2 separate regions of the Arachis hypogaea genome follow, and region 1 is linked to region 2. The links are chromatin contacts, called in public Hi-C maps. All regions are on one chromosome and are shown on one strand. Each heading gives the region's core, a stretch centred on a gene start, on an enhancer-like site or on the middle of the called end of the contact. The rest is flanking DNA. Distances are from core to core; before and after follow the strand shown.

Region 1 (4,694 bases), core at 1,283-3,782, 39 kb after region 2:
CGATTTCTTAACACCAACTCTGAGCAAAAAGCTGTCCCACAAATTGGTCTAACACCTCCATCATCCATAACCCGGCACAACACATTTACATCTTCCATAACCAAAAAAATAAGCCTCTTTTGAAAAATAGGAAAGATAAAACGATTTGTAAATTGTATAAACTCTTCTTTGTCTTTTTGTTTAGCTTTGCGTCTAGCGTAGTAAGTAAGAGCTAACTTAGTAATTCATTTTTAATTCACTACTAGAAAAAATCAAAACACTAATATAGTATCTAGAATCAAGTCTCAAAGATCAATATAAAAAATTTTAAATTTAAAAGACTAAAATAATAAAAATTATAAATATAAAAGAACATGGTAGAAATTTAATTAAATACTTTTTTCATATAATAAGATATTTATAAAATATATTTTATGTTTTTAAAACTTAAGCTCAAGACTATTAATCATGAAAATAAAGTATTCAACATCTTTATTATTATTATTATTATTATTATTATTATTATTATTATTATTATTATATGTTGAATAAAAGATATATTAATAGTCACTTTTGACCCACATAAATTATAAAAGGGAGAAGGAAAATAAAAAAAAAAGAAACATAAGATGAAAAAGGCTATTGCCCATTGGCACTGGATCAGAGGATGATTTGATGAGTATCCCAATTTACATTTGAGTGTGTTCACACGCAAAAAAGGTCACAATCAAACCGTCAAGAGATCCCGCATGGTCATTTACAAAGGTTGATTTTGGTTTCGGAAAATTTGACAATGGTTCTAAACTTTGAATAGAACAACAGTGAGAGAGACATAAACTTGGTTGGTGGCAGAGAGAGAACAGAAGAGATTCCCTTCCCTTAAAAAAAGTAGTAGTAATATGATGACATTTTAAGGGCCGTGTTTGGCTACGAAGTAAAATGAAAATTTGAGGACTCAAGATATAGGAATATAGGAATATGACAGTGTGTTTTTGGTTCCAAGGAATACGACACTGTATTGCATAATGCATCATAAATTTTTTGCAATTTCATTTTTACTTTTAAATTAGAAATGGAATTAGAAAGAATAAAACAATGAGAATTTCTATATTATTCTTATATTCGGAATCACAGGTACCAAATAGTTCACTTCATATTTTATGAGATGATCAAAAGAGTCTAACCAAATTAAAGTAATAAGTCAAAATAAATACCTCTGCTTTTTTTGGTTAATTATTATGTCTCTTAAACAAGGAATTTTTAACATAAACATTATTTTTAATATTCGATTTCAGTTCAATTTTATTTTAGATATTATAAATGAGTTTAATTTTAATAGATTGACAATGTAAAACATATTACATAATCGTATAATTATATCGTTCTTTTGGATGATTATTTATGCAGTTAATATGAAAGGCAAGTATTTTTATATATGGCGTACATATTACTTTACACTGACGGTATATCAAAATTAATTTTTTATAAAATACTATATCTGTATTTATAAAATTATATATCATAAATAATAATGTGAGACTAAATACGATATTTATTATTTTAATATTTAATTTTAATTTCTTTTAAAATTTATACAAAATAATAAAATTTAATTAGTTCTCTCTAAAATAAAATTGTCTCTCTTAAATCGAAACAACCTCATTTCTTCAATCATTTTTTATACAAAATATAATTTAAATCTGCATACATTAAATTTAAAACTTCATTTCGAGGTAATACTTTTTAAATTTTTGACAAATTTTAAAAATAAAAAGATATTTTATCCTAAAAATATCATAAAAATATTTTACTAATTAAAAATGAGTAAAATAAAATATAAATATAAAAAAGAAATGAAATAAAAACTACATAATAGATTTATTATATAATATTATATAATAATATATTTTGTAATATTTGGAAAAGCATAAAAAGTTAACTATTAATTCAATATTCGAAAGATTCTGTCATTAACAAAAAGGTTTATGAAAGATGTTATTGACTTATCAACAAAACAATTTCTAAATGATTTGAAAATACGACAAAAAGAACCAATAAATATTATAATTTTTGAAAATATGATAAAAACTTTTATATTTAACAAACGACTTATTCATTAAGTCTAAATTTTTGTGGTAATATTTGAATAAATATTTAGAAAGTGCACAAAAAAAATTAAAACAAAATTTGATATCTAAGTTTTTTTTTCAAAAAAAATAATTATTCACAATAAATTCTTTTTAAAAAAAATTCACTTGACAAAAAAATTAAAATTTAAGAATAAAAAATTTTATTTTTTTAATTATGATTGCAAAAATTTATAATTAAATTAATTTTTAAAATTGTTTTTAAATATATATTTAATATTTAATATATATTTTTTTATCATGTTTCTAAAATTTGCAGAGGTTTATTTATTGTTAGTGTCCTTTAAAATTTTTTGTCATTTCAGATGCCATTTTAATAGTTTACTTAAGAATTAAAAAAAAATTGACTACAAGAAATTAGGGAGAAAAAAAAAAGAAAAAAGAAAAAAGAAAAAAGGGTTATAGTGTGCTACAGTAACTGTCCGTGTCTGAGAGCAGTCATCACAGCACAACAGAAACAGAAACCTCAATTTGATAATCGCAATAACGCATATCAGACTCTTTCCTAATCTTCTCCTAATTTTCCATCCTTGTCCCTTTTTTAAGCCCAGCACTTCCATCTTCCTTCTTTCTCACCCTTTTCTCTCTCCTCTTTTCTTCTCCCATGTAAAAAATTTTCATGCTCGAGTCAAAATGCTCAAACAAGTTCCAATTTTGATGTTCTAGGTTGTGACCCTTTTGTATTTTGTTCTTTCCTGATGTGGTTTCCGCAGGTGGGTGCTGGAATTGGGAATTTTTGTTTGTCTGTGACCCTTTGTTGCATCAATCATTGAACTGGGTATTGTTAATTTTCTTGGATTTTGATTTATGGAAGCCAGATTTGGGGGAAAGAATCAGTTTTTATATGGAGCTGTGGTTCCAGAAATGAAAGGTGTTGGGAAGAGGAGTTTGGAGTGGGATTTGAACGATTGGAGATGGGACGGTGATCTCTTCACTGCTCAACAACTCAATTCGGTTCCATCAGATTGTAGAAGCCGCCAATTTTTCCCACCAAATCCTGAGATTCATGCAAATAATAATGCTATTAATGCATCTAACAGTATCTCTTCTTCAATCAACCCTGTTGAAGAAGGGAAGAGAGAGTTGGAGAAGAAGAGAAGAGCTGTTGTAATAGGTGAAGGCGAAGAAAGGGAGGAGCTGAATGATGAAGGAGGAGGAGGAGGTGGTGGTGGTAGTTCTCTTAATTTGAATCTTGGAGCTCAGGTTTACCCAATCATGGTGGAAGGGGATGAGAAAAGTGGAAAGAAGACAAAGGTAGTAGAGACAGCTGCTACAACTTCTAACCGTGCAGTTTGTCAGGTACAAGATTGTAGGGTTGATCTTAGTGGTGCAAAGGATTACCACCGTCGACATAAAGTTTGTGATGTGCATTCTAAAGCTACTAAGGCCCTTGTGGGAAATGTTATGCAGCGGTTTTGTCAACAGTGTAGCAGGTTAGTTTGGTTGATCAATTCTTTCAGATTCAGATTTCAGATTTGTTACATGATCATCAAAATAATGAGTAGTCAGGTGTCTGTGCTGTGTCAAGTTTTTTAAGAACTTTAGTTGATTACTACTAAGTGGAAGTTGTTCAAAAGAACTTGTTTTGATTGAAAAAAAGGAAAATTTTCCAGGGCATTTACTTTAGTACTGAAGTTGGATGCCAACTTGCTAAATTAATGGCAGGTTTCATGCGCTTGAGGAGTTTGATGAAGGGAAGCGGAGTTGTCGTAGGCGTCTGGCAGGCCACAATAGGAGGAGGAGGAAAACGCATCCTGATGCAGCTGGAGTTAATGGAGGTTCTCTGAATGGTGAAAGGGGTAGTAGCTATCTGTTGATGAGTTTGTTACGGATACTGTCCAATATGCATTGTGAGTATTTGTGTCATCAAAAGTCTTTTCTGCTTGGAATGCCTTTGTATTTAGTTGTTTGGTTAGTGTTTCTGCTTGGAATGCCTTTGTATTTAGTTGTTTGGTTAGTGTGCTGTGAAACTGGATCAAGTTATGATCAAGCTAGTTACCTGTATTCCTTGAGTGTACTGGTAAAGTACTAAAATCTTATAAACAGTACCCGTATTTGAGGTTGTTGCTAGTAGAGATAGATAACATCCAGGGTTAAGATGTATGGCTTGATTGCATAGCGAAGGGAAGATAGTTTAGAATGTAGGAAAATTGTGTGGGCAAGGGGAGCTAGTCACTTGGTCTTTGACATCTCATCGAACCAGATTGAAATGATTCGCAACATGCAAGTATCTGATCAAAATGTATGATAGTGATTCGCTTTTGATGGTCTTTTCTAAGAGAGCCATACTTAGAGCCATAGTTCTCGTTATTTACTTGCCCGTGCCTCCTTCTGACTTTGGGCATACTCCTATTGCAAAGCTAGAAACCCGAGGCTTTATTCTGCTGAAACATTTCTTGAAAAAGAATGAAATTGCTTGTTTTTTTAGGTTCTAATATGTTATGTCTCTGCTGTTGAAACTTCATATTTATGCCTCGTCTTCCCTCATTCTGATGTGACCATTACCATATTTATTTGACCCCACAGATTGTGCTTTCTATAAATTGCAGCAAACGGGTCAGATAATAC
Region 2 (4,879 bases), core at 1,104-3,603:
TGGACAAAATGCTGTACATAATTACATATGAATGCATTACATATAGCATCTCAATTCTCATCAAATATTTGGTCCCCTTCACATCTCATTCAGTCTAAAACTCAAGATTTCTAGTAATTATTAATTACTATTTTAAATGAACTCTGTAATACTATTAGATAAAACCAATAGTATGGCTAATGCTAATAATATGTTGACTTTGGTGCCAAGAAAATTTAAAATAAAAATTATTTGACAATAAAAGAGGATTTTGTTATCATACGTGAGTATTGGATAAACATATCATAAAAAAATGTTTTAATATTATTTATTGTAAAAATAATTTTTTTATATTTTTAATATATTAAATATATCAAAAGCATTAAAATATTATCTTTTATGATATACTTAATTAATAAGGCAAATCACAATAATAAACCAAAAGCAGCAAAATTTTACACAAATCCGCCAAATCAAAATCTACTTAGTGAATCCATCAATGCACATTTATATGTAGTTCGAACGACCCTGATTCGAACTCTATTTCTATATAATTCGAACCAGCTTGGTTCGAATTATACACAAATACATGCACATACTAATTCGAACCAGCTTGGTTCGAATTATACACAAACACACGCACACACTAATTCGAACCAACTGGTTCGAATTATACACTTATTAAAAAATTAATAATTTAAAAATAAAAAATATATATTTTATTTTATACATTAAAAAAAAGCTAACGAAATATTTAATTACGAGACTTCTTTAAAATATTAATGAGCTATCAATTCGAATTCCATACTTTACTCTTTTGTCCATTTTTAATAGCTCATGAATATTTTTTACTAAAATTTTTTAATAAATATTTTTAAATTATACTACAAAAAATATTTGATCCTATGCAAAACAATTTAAAAAAAATTGTTTAAAAAATGTTAGGAGTACTATAAAAATTTGTAATATTCTAATAACTTAGGTAAATACATGTATGTACTCAAATTTTAAATAAAATACTCTACATAGTCAATAATATTTTAGAAATGAAAGAAAATATTTTATTCCATATAAAACAATTAAAAAATATTTTATTCTATACAAAATAATTTTTAAAAAATGGCTTAAAAGATGTTATGAGTACTATAAAAGTTTGTAATATTCTAGTGATTTAGGTAAATACATGATAAAAATATTTTTTCTTTAATTTCTAAATTATTATTGACTATGTAGAATATTTCTTTAATGTCCTAAATCATTAGGATATTTTTTCTGAAACATGAAGTTGGGTTTTAAGGGACAGGGAATGGTTTGTTTTGCACATCTTGAAAAAATGTTACTGTTGAGATTGGTTTATAGCAATTTCTAATAGGTAATTTGGCATTAATTGAGTGAATTTTGTCTAATTAAGTAATTATCGATGTTGGTGATTGTCTATTGAATATGAATATAGTATTTTATGCCATGATTTCTTTTAGTTATAAATTTTGATGTTTGAATTTGAATATAGAATTTTAATGATGAAATGAGATATAGTTCAGTTAGTGGATGGGTTATGAAATTTTAAAATTTATTATTATATGAATGATTGAATTTAAATTTTAAAAGATTTATATTATATTTTTAATAATTTTATTTTATATTTAACAAAACTGGTTCTATTACGATTCGACTACGGTTAGATCACTGAACTATTGAACCAGTTATTTAACCGATTCAATAATTGGTTCGATTCTTATAATCTTGTTCGCTACAATTTAATAATTGATAATAGATATTCCTAAAAAGATTAGAGAATGTGATATAAAGTGAGAAAAGAGAAATGAGAATGAAATTTTAATAAAAATATTAGTATTTTAAACTTTTTTTTAGTCCCATTATATGAAGTAATGAATAACGCAATTTTATGACCCGAATCAAAAGTGAAAAGAATATCAATGTACTTGAGCATGTCCTCCTAGTTCCTTCAATTTTTTTAAATTAAACTTGTAAATAATAATAAAGTGACTAATAATAAGTCATTTAATTCCATAATTTTTTACTTTTAGTTCCATTATCAATTTTTATCTTTTTTGTCGTCTCTTATTCTTAATTTATAAATTTTTTTATTTTTTTGGGATCTTTTTTGTTGTTCATAGCAAGATTCGAATTCTCGATATTTTTTTAAACGGAAAAGTAAATTAACCACTCGATCAATCTAAGTTGGTTTATTTTTTTTGTACATTTGAATGGGCTGATATTTTTGGACTTAAGTACAATCTAATACTAGATATTTCATATTTCCAACCTTTTAGTTTTCATTAAAGGGACCGACTCATAGAGTTGAGTCTTCATTATATTGGACCTAAATTACAATATCACTTTGGGTTTCTTTTTCTTTTTGGTAATTACTTTGGGCGAGTTGTAGAATTTGAAAACAATTTGGGCTTAGGCCCTGATTCACCCAAGGAAAGAAGAAAAAACTGAAAACTTGTCCAAGAAAAAACTGAAAAAAAAAAATCAGAAAACCATTGAGGTGTGAAGAGTTTGTAATATAATAGGACAATCCTATAATAAAAAAGTTTGTGTGTGGAGAAAATGAAAAGAAATGTATAATTTATTTTAAAATGACACATTCTCTTAAATAAGTTTTAATTATTTATTAAAGAAAAATTTTATCTCTTTACTATTTTTTCTCTTTATCATAATATGCACCATCGTGTTTCAAAACAATTTAACACAAGTAGTTGTTGCTCCGATCAGTTAAGCGTCATATCTTAAATTCAATTTTTCGAAAATAACATGTATTCTCTAAGGTTTCTGGCCAACCCCCTATCCACCTTTTCTAACATATTGAATTATGTTGTGGTTGAGATCTTAACTTTAATTACAATGTAATTCTCACCATAAAGCAAATTTCAATTTGTTCCACGTGAAGACACTGCTATAATTATTAATATTTAATATATTAATAGGTACTAATATATCTATTGATATATATCTTTATAAATTCAATGTAGAAAATAATAATAAAGAGTTTAATTTTGTATATCGACAATATAATCGTATAATTATATTTGTTTTTTTTTATGACCATTCATGTAATTAATGTGAAAGATAATCAGCAGCAGAACTAAATAAAATATTAGAGGGTGACAAAAAATATTTACACAATAAAATAAGATTAAAATAAAATTTTAAGGAGAACTAAACTAAAATTTACATGTAAAAATTAAAATTAGGGGGCAATTTCCTCCTTTTTTCTATGTAGCTCTGCCGCTGAAGATAATTATTTTTGTTTATGTAGCGTTAATGTTATATCAAAAATAATATTTTCGATAAAGATAGTATCGAACTCTTTCAATAAAATAATTAATAGAATACAAGTACATAAAAATTAAAATATTATTTTTATACATTTAAATATTCAAAAGACACAAAAACAAATTTTTTTAATAACACTTTAACAACTCATAAAAGTTAACAAAAAAAATAATTATAGATCAAAATAATAAACAAGATATAAAATTGTGATAATGGTACTTGGTGATAATTAAAGAAAAGATGGGAGAAGAAAAAGAAAATAAAAAAAAGAACAAAACAATATAACAATTGCGATAAAACAATGACAGACATGTGTATAGAAAATAATAGTAAGAAAAAATAATAGTGTGTAATACAATAAAAAATATAATAAAGTATAAATTAATAATTTAAAAAAACATAAAAATAATTTAATAAATTGAATATAAAATTTAGAATTATACATAAAATTAAAGAATATTTTGAATATATATAATGTTTTATCTTTACTTTAAATTAAACACTATTAAAAAAATAAATAAATAAACTTATATAATATTTATAAATAATTACTTTATAAATATTTATCTTAATTTTATTATATATTATAATAATATAATAAATTTTTTAAAATTATCTTATTTAATTGAAAATAATAAATTTTATACGGTTAAAATTTAAATAATTTTTATATTTATTTTTAAATATTTTTCATTCTTAATTTTTAAATTATTTTATAAAATTTATAATTTTAAAAATAAAAATATAAAAATTAATTTTTTAAAAACAACAGAAAAACAACTTAACAGGCACTATCATATCTGTATCTGTTGAACTGCTAGTATATATAATCATGCTATGTAATTACAATAAACATGTAAATATTCTTAAAATTAAAATTATATTTTTTTATATTTAGATAATATTTTTAAATAATATTTAAAAAAAAAATTATTTAACAACAAAATAATATTACTTTAATTTTAGTAATATTTTTTAAAATATTATAATCACCATAATTATTATAACATATATATATATATATATATGAATTTATTGTACTTAGCTCTATATAACTAACTTAAACACATATAATAGTTTTATTATTCACTACAAGAAAAGGTAAGTACCGTCGAATTTATCGAAAAAATAAATATAATCCAACGGTAATTAAGTTACTATTAGATTTTTTATCGAAAAAATCAGACGATATAAATTTTGTCGGTAAATAAAAACAATATAATATATTTTTTAAGAATCGATTGGAGTATTAATAACAGCCTCTTATTACTTGCGCAACTATAAAACAATCTTAATCCTCTCCTACTGTTATATGTTTTTTTTCTCTTGTTCTTTATTTTAATTTAACTTTTAAATTAAAATTTAGATTACTATTTTTATTCTTTCATGTTTAATATCTTTTTTTTGAATAAATAATATAATAAATTAATTATATTAGATATTCTATATTTATATTAATTTTTAAAGGATAAATGATTTTTGTTCAATTCAAATCATTTAAAAATATATTTTTATTTTTAGTTTTTAGAAATATAAAAATTCTATTCTATTTAGAGTTTCGGTGCTAAAGCATAGGTATTTTGTATTCATTGAACAA

The links. A called contact is a pair of places that touch in the nucleus more often than the background predicts.
Region 1: a contact with region 2 is called in a Hi-C map of leaf, with 1.7 times the contacts expected there. The contact joins the promoter of LOC112707387 here to the enhancer-like site in region 2. A contact is called at or near these places in 3 of 8 Hi-C or Micro-C datasets (all in leaf).

Annotation. Positions count from the first base shown.
Region 1 is chr1:106,134,406-106,139,099 of arahy.Tifrunner.gnm2.J5K5, forward strand. LOC112707387 (squamosa promoter-binding-like protein 1) reads left to right here and starts at 2,533. Exons shown (of 10, transcript XM_025759105.3): 1 at 2,533-3,559; 2 at 3,792-3,976; 3 at 4,676-4,694. The coding sequence starts at 2,934.
Region 2 is chr1:106,095,803-106,100,681 of arahy.Tifrunner.gnm2.J5K5, forward strand. No RefSeq gene overlaps it. Among protein-coding and RNA genes, the nearest start is that of LOC112707363, 17 kb to the left of the region's middle. Within about 2 kb of position 2,354, at least 3 of the 3 cell types and tissues checked have open chromatin away from gene starts, as enhancers often do.